2 separate regions of the Canis lupus genome follow, and region 1 is linked to region 2. A link is a contact called in public Hi-C data. All regions are on one chromosome and are shown on one strand. Each heading gives the region's core, a stretch centred on a gene start, on an enhancer-like site or on the middle of the called end of the contact. The rest is flanking DNA. Distances are from core to core; before and after follow the strand shown. Region 1 overlaps VGLL4 (transcription cofactor vestigial-like protein 4). Region 2 overlaps VGLL4 (transcription cofactor vestigial-like protein 4).

Region 1 (4,490 bases), core at 95-2,594, 62 kb before region 2:
CATTCTCCATAATCACGGTTTTTTCTGCTTTATCTATAATTAACACATGCCACCCCCCACCCCCTGCACGAAGTCTTAAAGCTTCATTTTCAAAGAGATTCCTAAGATCCACTGGACTTTGCCATGCAGGCCTGTCATTATGAGGAATATTTAACCAGCACCAAGAAATGACAACACAAGTTAAGACAGTGTGTGTGAGCCCAGGGCTGCCAGTGAGAAGCTGGAGAGCAAGCTGCCCCCTGACCTCACCTCCAAGAGCAATTCAGGAAGGCAGGAAAAGCATCCCCACCTGCCCCCGCATACAGGAGGGAAGACGGTTGTCAGCCAAGTTACATTGCAAAACCTTTTGGCTCGGTAACATTTTGGACAGATGACAGCATGAATGACCCACTAGATCTTTCCATCATTCCTGCATTGATGGGTCCATCGATAACCAACCCCTCAAGGCCATGGGCCAACTGTGAGTACTGTCCCCCTTCTCACATCAATGCCTGTGCAAGCCCTCTGGGGCTCCCACCACCATTGCCTTAGAACATGGGGAGAAATGGATTTGAGAGGTGGGCCAATCACCCAAGGTCACAAGCCTGGTAGGTGGTGAAGTAGGAACTCAGATCAGGCCACCCTTTCTCTTCTGCCGAACTGCCTTACAGGGGCTTCAGAAATAACACATTTCTCTAGTGCAGGGAGAGGGGGGAGAGATCACAAATAGTGTAAGAGGAAATATGTATCTAAGTGACATTTCCGCTGTTACTGACTTGGACTCTGTGTCTATAATTGAGTCAAGGGTTTCCAATCAAAGCCTTCCCAAGAGTGAGAGGCACTAAATTAGTGTAACGATATCTCCAAATACTCTCCAGCCTTTGAGACTCCTCAGACTTCCCTCCATTCCTCCAGCAGGTCAGCCCTAATGAGCGTTTTGTGAACTCCTGTCCTTTCTTCGGGAGACAGGAAGGAACTCTGGGGGCAAGTGGGTCTCTCCTTGAGCACAATTACTATGCAGGTCACACAAGGGACCCTGCGGCACTTACCCAGCACAGCCACTTAAGCTCCTAGATAAAACCAAAACATTAAGCCTTAAGAGATAATATGTTTTTTAAACTATTTTAGTCAGAAACCTGTCTGAAACACCCTGCAACTTCTTCCCTTTCTTGGTGACTCAGGCTCCTCAGTATAAACACTGCTCCCGGATGTGATGTAGCAGGCCTCCACGGGCCTGGATGGAGTTGTTTCAGACTGCTCGGCCGTTTGCACTCTTGGGTCAGTGACTAAAGGGTCACTCCTGGAGAAGCGTGCCTGCCACTGCTGGTGCTACCACTCCTTACGCCGGGCCAACAAACTAGGCAACTAGGTATGCTAGAGTACTGCGTGAAGTAAGAGAGGATGGGCCGAGGGAGCACAGGGCCCACCACAGCACCCTTCCCCATCCCCCGCTCCAGCATTCAGAGAGCTGACCTGCTGCACAGAGGAAAAGCTTTCTAGCGCTGTCACCCACAGAAAGCAAGACTCCCAGAGATGTCAGCAGGCAGGGCAGCGCTCTCACAGATAGCCCGGGGACTCAAGCCACATTTCCAAACAGCTCAGCCCCATGTAAATAAGGCATTGGTTGTCTTTGACTAGAGCTGTCTGCACATGTTTCCCATCATTAGCTGAGACAAGAGAAAAGTTTGAGAAAAGAGGTCAGCCTGAGAACATGACTTGTAAGGCAGCTCATCCCCCTCCCCATGCTGGCAACTACTGCCACCAAAGGAAGGGGCCTCCATGTGTGAGCCGGGGCCCAGGATCCATGTGCACAGCCAGCACTGCTTACTCTTCGGACAGATCACAGGTCCCACACGTGTACACTCAGAGTTTCCAAGTGAATGGAGATGTAGCTGAAATTAATAAAATATAAATTAATTTAAAATTCCTACTGCTACTATATTGGTAGGAGCTTTCATCATTATGTATTCTCTCAATGAATGATGTTTAAAAACTACAACCACTACCATATTTTTGGCATTAAATGGAGTCCTTGGAACCAGAGATGGGACGGAAAACATTATGTCTTCCCTTCTATAACTGAGCTACTACAGTGTCTGAGGTGGACAAAAGCCTAGAAAAGACCATCTACCTCCCCTTCACAAAATCAGAGGCATCAACCTGGTGACACTTTGCTCTGCTGTCCTAATTTAGGGAATGCTTGGGTGAGCTGGGGCAAGGACAGGAGAAAGAGGGGGAGCAAAGGGATCTGCCCACCAAGACTGTCCAGTGCCAATGCTGGCTCTACTGGGGTCAACCCAGGGCCTCAGCTCTCCCTGCTGCTTCCCACCCCACCTCTCAGTCTAAGATCCACAGGCAACACCTTCCTTGTGCTAGCAAAGTGGTGTGGGACCATTACTTTACACACCCTCCTCAGGAAGGCAGAGGAGGGAGGCATCCCCTTTCTCAGCTATCCACTGATCTGAGATCCAGGGGGAAGAAAGGTCCCTCCAGACCTCCAGACACACCTGGAATGAAACAAATGAGGGAGAGTAACTTCCATGCACGATATGCTGCTCAGAAGACTCCATCAGTCGGTGTCTATACAGTGCCTGGTACACAGTGACTAACTTCTGAACCAACCAAAAAGCACATGAATTCTTAGGAAAAACCAGCACTAACTGGTCTGAACAAGACAGAGGAGCTCATGAAGCCGGTGACCAGAGCAGCTCTGGTACAGGGGTAACTTGGAGAGCCAACTCCCGCCATTGCAAACCACTCCCACCCTGAAAGGAGTGGTCTGAAAACACCTTCCATCGTTATTTCTGCTTCCATGCTTCTGGTTTGGTACCAAGCCATCTGTCATAACTCCGTTCAAGTTCTTCAGAAGGCTCACTCTTAGTTTACTCTGCAATTTGCTGCAAATCATTGTAAAATATTAGAGAGCCATTTAGCAGAAAGATGGGACTTTTTGTCCTACTCAAAGGAAGAAAACTTCAAGGTAAGATGGCTGTGAATAAAGGAGAGTGGGTGGGAAATCTCAGCATCCCTAAGATGGCCATACTGCTATTTTTTTCTTAAAGTGTAGCTGACCCACAATGTTACGTTAGTTTCAGGTGAACACAACATGGTGACCCAATATGTCTATACATTATTCTGTACTCACCACAAGTATAACTATTAGCTGTCATTCCACAACCCCATGACAGTACCACTATGTTCCCTATGCTCTGCCTTTCACTCCCGTGACTCATTCATTCCATAACCAGGGGGGTGGCTAACTTCTTAAACACTTCTGGGGATGGGCACTAACTTCCTCTTCAGGCATTTCACTCAAGGATTGAAGAGCTTCAATGAAACGTTCATCCTCACAATAAATGAAATTTTCTTTCCAGTATGATTCTTTGGTCAAAGGTCCAAAACTTTGGGAAGCCTCTGGGAAAACTCAATGAAGTCTTTTTCCTCTTCCTACTCCTAGAAAACTGCTGTGTTAGCCCTGCCATGCCCAGATTTCTCTTCACCCAAGAACTGCTCCAAATTGTCCCAGACCCTTTATCATCCCACCATCCATCTTCACATGCCCTACAAATTAACATTTGTAGGTGTGGTGCACATAAGTGTGGTGCCTAGAACTAAATATAATACTCTCGATGTGATCTAACACAGAGCACACGGGAAAAGATAATTCCCTTCATTTATGGTAGCATATTTCTGCACCAAACATCAGGACAGGGACGCCTGGGTGGTTCAGCACCTGCCTTTGGCTCAGGGCGTGATCCTGGAGACCGGAGATCAAGTCCCACATCGGGCTCCCTGCTTGGATCCTGCTTCTCCCTCTGCCTATGTCTCTGCCTCTCTCTCTCTCTCTCTTTCATGAATAAATAAAATCTTAAAAAAAAAACATGACATAAGATCTAATAAGTAAGAATTAAGGTCAACAGAACAGAACTCGAAATCAAGATGATTTCAACACTCTAAGTCATCTAGAACCACACTTTTAACAGCATTACCCAAGATGCCAACAGTTCCTTCAGCACCTGTGTCATGTTGTAAGTGTGTGGTCATCTAAATCCCTCCTCTTCTTTTTCCTTTAACTCAGCTGTATTTATGACCCCACCTTGGCAAGGATTACAAATGAGTTGCTACCTGTATTTGCATCATCTGTGCTTGCACATCAGACATACACTGGCAAATGTCCTTCCTATGTTTGTTGCTCCTCCCTCTTCCCCTATGCACACCCACCCAGTCACCTTCCTGCACCCGATGCTGGTGCCAACTAGCTCCACATGATTTTATGACTTCTTGATATGAGGGGTTATCCAACCTCAAATTCAGTACATTTATTCAACACTAAACAAAAATTAGCCAGTTTTTCTCTCAAAACCAGCCACCTACCTTGACTGACATCAGAAACTTTTGGGCTAAATAATTGAGTTAAGTTACTATATAACTATACTAAAAAGTTTGAAAATTTAAGATGGTTTATATGAAGTGATTAAATATTCATCTAATAAAATATAATGAGGGATCTA
Region 2 (4,877 bases), core at 703-3,202:
GGGGGTGGGGTGGTTGATAGGAGTTCATTAAGAAATAAGAGGGATTGGGCGTCTGGCTGGTTCAGTCAGTGGAGCGTGCAACTCTTGATCTCCAGATTTTAGGTTTGAGCCCCACCCTGAGTGTAGAGTTTACTTAAAAATAAAATCTTAAAAAAAAAAAAAACCATGAGGGAGAGGGACTAGTCTGTAGGACAAACTGATGTTGATCAGCAAGGCTAGAGAATACTTCCAATGAGCTCAATATGCAAAACAGAAATGCCATTTACATGAACAGTCATTGAATAAATGTTCAGATACGGAGATAAAACAGATATAACCAGAAACAATCCCTGGTAAGACTAGTTTTATATATCTGTATACATGCAGACGTGCTAAGTCTGGATCTAATTTCTTCAGACAAAACCAAGTTTTCTGCAACAATTGAGCAGAACAAGGCTATATTGAGAGGCTATATTGAGAGGTTTTGAATCTTCTCACATGCTGGGGGGGGGATTTTTTTTTTTTTTTTTTTTTTTTTTTTTTTGTATCTTATGGTGTGTTTAAAAAAATCCTTACAGCAACAAATCGCAACACCCTAGGAATAGAAGGCCATGCAGACAATAGGGAAGGGAAGGAGGAAGGAAGGAAGAGAAATCTGCCTTCCAAAACAAAGCCATGTGTAGGCTCCAAGAGATAAACAGCCAAGTAAAATAATCCTTCCAGAGGACAGGAGAGAAACAAGGGTGGGGAGCTGGAAGGAAGGAGGATATAATCACACCTTCCCTTCACAAACTGTAATTAGAAGAAATACAAACTGGCCAGATCTCTTGCAGGAGATCTCTTGGGCTCACCTGGGCATGTTTTACTCATCAGGCTCCTCTCGGCCGCCTCCTCCCCCCTTCCCCTCTCCCCCTCTCTGGGCTCCCCCCTCCCCTCCCTGCCTCTCCGTCCCCATCCCTCTCTTCCCCTCTCCCCTCCCCTTTACCTCTCTTCTGTCCCTCTCCCTCTCCTCACTCTGGACCCTCTCCTGCAAATAAAATGCTGAAGTAAAATGAATTTCCACAGCAAAACAGTTGCAGATGTTCTACTTCAGAATACATCCCTGGATCAAGAGCTGGTCACTTGATATGCAGGGCTGGGGAACATAGGCGGTCTCAAATGGCTCTGCTCTGTGGCCTTTTCACCTTAACAGTACCCAGTACTCTAAGTTTCCTGATGCCTCTGAACTCATTAGACAAAGAATGCTAAACTGCTGCTAGTTAGACTGGCAGAAAACAAAAGAAATCCGTCACCCAACCTTGCTCCTATCTCTGGCACAGTCTCACTCAACAACTCGTGTGCATTTTCCTTTCAATTCCAGAAAATTAATTTAAGTGTAGCCTGTGATGAAATAAGTGATAATTATGTTCTAAAACAATGAAGAGCTCAAAATGTGAGGAACTTAGAATACTCCACTCTTAAGCTTTCAGATGATCACAATATGCAATTTATTCTTACTTTCTCCCAATATAAATCGCACTATTAAATTAAAAGGGGAGAATTCTTCTACCAAATTACACACTAATGGCTCTTAACCCATAATTAAAGTATCACTAACAGCAGCTTAAAGCCATAGCCAACCATGAGCACATTTATTAGGACCTATGTTTTCAGCACCACGTAATTATGTAAATATAACCATCAGCCATCTTGAGAAAAATCAATGGTCTAACCAGTTCTCTACTCCCTTGGGAAAACACTCTTTGTGAACTGGCATTACCCAGGGCCTCCTCCTCTGCACAATCAGAAAAAAAGTAAAGAAAATCTCTAAGTGCCAGAGCAGCAGGGAGAACGAATTCCAACAAGGCTGGTCACCTACAGTTCTCATTACTCTCTTTCGTGACATCACAACAGCCTGGGAACCTAGGCCAGCAACTGGCTTCAAAGCAATGAGGACTCCAGGACAGGCTCACCATGCACTCGTAATCTAAGATGTCATCCCCATGCTGGGAGCTGGGAGCTGGGAGGGTCTGCACTACAGAGCCGGTCCCTATCATCAAGGAGCTAATAATTAAGGAGACAAGACATAAAATGATTGTGGAGAGGCAGTAATGCTACAGAAAAAGCAGAGACTAATCGAAACCACTGAGCCCTCACAACAACTCATTTCTGCTACAAACTTTCTGAATAAACTTGAACAATTTAACTCTCTGGGCCTCAGTTTCCCTGGCCAAAAAAAAAGTCAAATGTCTAAGATATACCTAAGGCCCTGTACAGCTCTGCAATAATTAGATAAGGAATACAAGATATATATAACAAAGTACTAAATTATACAATAGTGACTATGCTGCCACTGGAGAGATTTCATGGATTTTTTTTTTTTTTTTTTTTGAGTCAGCTACTTCCTGGGAGCCAAATCAGGCACTGTGTCAGGACGCCAGGATACAGTGGTGACCAAGAAAAAATGCCCTGCCTTCATGAGGCTTCCAATCTACTAGTGGAATATTCTCAGGAATTCACTGGGGAAAATTGAAGGCCGAGGTTAGCCTATGACCTTTTCATGGAGATACAGGCAAAATTGGGGTTCAAGTGGGTATAACTTGAACATTCAGTAGGATCATGAGTGATTAGCTGGTAAACTGTTGAGTGTGGTAATAAACCATAAGGTTTTTGAACAGACTCATTAACACAAGCAGAGTTCTACTAATTTGTTCATTACCAATGAAGGTAATTGGTTTCCAGAAATTAGCCAGATTCTTTCTGCCCTTTGCCAATCCTCTCCTTCTCCTATCCAATGGGTCTCACCCCAAACCTATCTGAAGTTAATTTTTTCCTTTATTTTCTTCTTCAATTATGCTTCCAGGCTACTATGGTGAAAGTCAGGTGCCAGACAGCAGTCACCAAGCAGTGTCCATATTTGAGCCATTTAGAGTCATCTAACTGTAGGACTTTAGGAAGGCCCTGCATGCTACAAAATAATTGGCTAAAAATGATCTATTTGTGTATATGTTGCCACAGAAGCTGAAGAAATGACAGTGCAGACACATGGTTTAATTTGCAGAGTACGGCAGTGTACAATACAACTAAGGAATTTGGTATAACCTAGAGAATAAGAATAACCATCCGCATCTTAATTTTTAAAACTAAAACCTCAGAAAATTAAATTGCCCCTTATTCTTAAGAGATGTAAAACCTGCCTGTGCCGTAAATGAAATCAAATGCTGCCTACACCAACTGTACATTCCATTTTCCAAATAACTTCCCTGGAATGCTGGTGAGCTGCTATGTTTAATATGAATATTTCCAAAGTACTGGATTTAAAGAAATAGCAATGGTTCCAACTTTTCTTACCAAAAAAAAAAAAAATTCCCATCTGAGATTTATGCCCATCCTCAAAACACCCTTTTGAGTTCAGAGCAGATGTGTGCAGTGTTTATACTAAGAAAACCACCAGTACATAAACAACCCACTAAAAACACCACTCAAGTTTTGCTGTGCTTTTCTTCATTTCCTGTGTATTTATTTTGGTGTTAATATAACGTTAACTTTCGTAGTAAGGAAAATAGCAGCAGATGTTTAAACCAAACAAACTATAGCAAATCATCCTACATATCTACTCAACTTTCAAAATCAAAGTTTCTTCCTCCCCCCAAAAGAGGGAAGCTTCAAGCAGACTACTCTCAAGTATATTACAGACTACAGAACAACAAATCAACCTGGTGGAGCTTTCCGTAAGCCTTTCCTCACCACCCCCAACTAAAGACATAAAAAAGTAATGTGGTATCAATTTCCTAGCAATCCCTCTATCCCTCTCTTAAGCGGATCGTTATGTTTTATTTTGTTTTGGTTTGGTTTGAGAATATCATATTACACAATGACAAAGACAAGCCACCAGATATTGCCTTAAGACTTTGTGATTTCTTGATCACTGAAAAAAAAGATGTTTTTAAAAACTGCAGTATATTAATTTCACAAGAAATGAGCCCAGTCACTCGCTACTTCCACCACCCTGAAGAAGTCTGCCTTTTTTAAAATGAGTGATTTCAGAAGTAACACGATAGTTAAAAACAGCAGATTCAAAGAAAGCAAACACCAAAATTCTCATTAGTGGAACAAGCAGGAGTTTAAATACGTATAACTTTTTAGAAAAAATTTTAAGTATGAGATCCTTATCCTGAGTGAAATAAAAAACAGTATGAATGAGATTTTATGTTCCTTGAAGGGGAAAGGGTAAGTTTTCAACTGACTAGGTAACAGGCCTGAAATTTTACATGAAAAATACAAGTTTCCTCAATGTTTTCTTTTTCAAAAGAAACGTTCAGTTCACTATTAAGGGAAAACATGGAAACTCCTACTGAATCAGAAAGGAGATGTCTCCTCCTCGATTTGTATTTGGTTACAACAAAAAACGCCCCTCCTGCCAAGCTGAATTCCCCCGCAGATGCCTCTCCGGCCACTCAAACCCAGGCCATTTCCACTTTTTCAAATTGCACGTAGATAATGTTCCAACAGATCAAGAAATCGCTTTTTCTCTTCTTCCTACCAACAGGGGCAGCTTGAAATGCTACAAGGCGGTGGGGAAACACCTCACAGTTTAGCAGGAGGTGATAAACAAGAAGAATTCTGAGTAGGTTTCTTTCTTTCTTTCTCTCTTTCAATTTAGCTTTCTGGTTGGTGTGTTGTGCAATCACTTCCACAAGGGACCGGAGTGTGGAGGGAACATCCTTCAATGTCAGAACTCTCTAGAGCAGTACAGGAAATGGGAAATCAGACAAAGAGCCAGTCTGTGCTTTGTGACATGGGTGCCCTTCCAGTCCCCCAAACTGAATAGAAAAATTCTTCATTGTTTGGGACAATAGCTCCTGAAAACAAAAACTCACTGTAACTTTCTGTTCCCCTCTACATGAAAATCCAAAGCA

What was found. A called contact is a pair of places that touch in the nucleus more often than the background predicts.
Region 1: a contact with region 2 is called in a Hi-C map of skin fibroblasts, with 2.2 times the contacts expected there. The contact joins two enhancer-like sites. A contact is called at or near these places in 2 of 9 Hi-C or Micro-C datasets (blood and skin fibroblasts).

What each region holds. Positions count from the first base shown.
Region 1 is chr20:6,966,820-6,971,309 of UU_Cfam_GSD_1.0, reverse strand. All of the region lies in intron 3 of VGLL4 (transcription cofactor vestigial-like protein 4), which reads right to left. Among named protein-coding and RNA genes, the nearest start is that of VGLL4, 140 kb to the right of the region's middle. Within about 2 kb of position 1,344, at least 2 of the 20 cell types and tissues checked have an H3K27ac peak or open chromatin away from gene starts, as enhancers often do.
Region 2 is chr20:6,905,541-6,910,417 of UU_Cfam_GSD_1.0, reverse strand. The region is part of intron 2 of VGLL4 (transcription cofactor vestigial-like protein 4); the gene reads right to left. Among named protein-coding and RNA genes, the nearest start is that of VGLL4, 83 kb to the right of the region's middle. Within about 2 kb of position 1,952, at least 4 of the 20 cell types and tissues checked have an H3K27ac peak or open chromatin away from gene starts, as enhancers often do.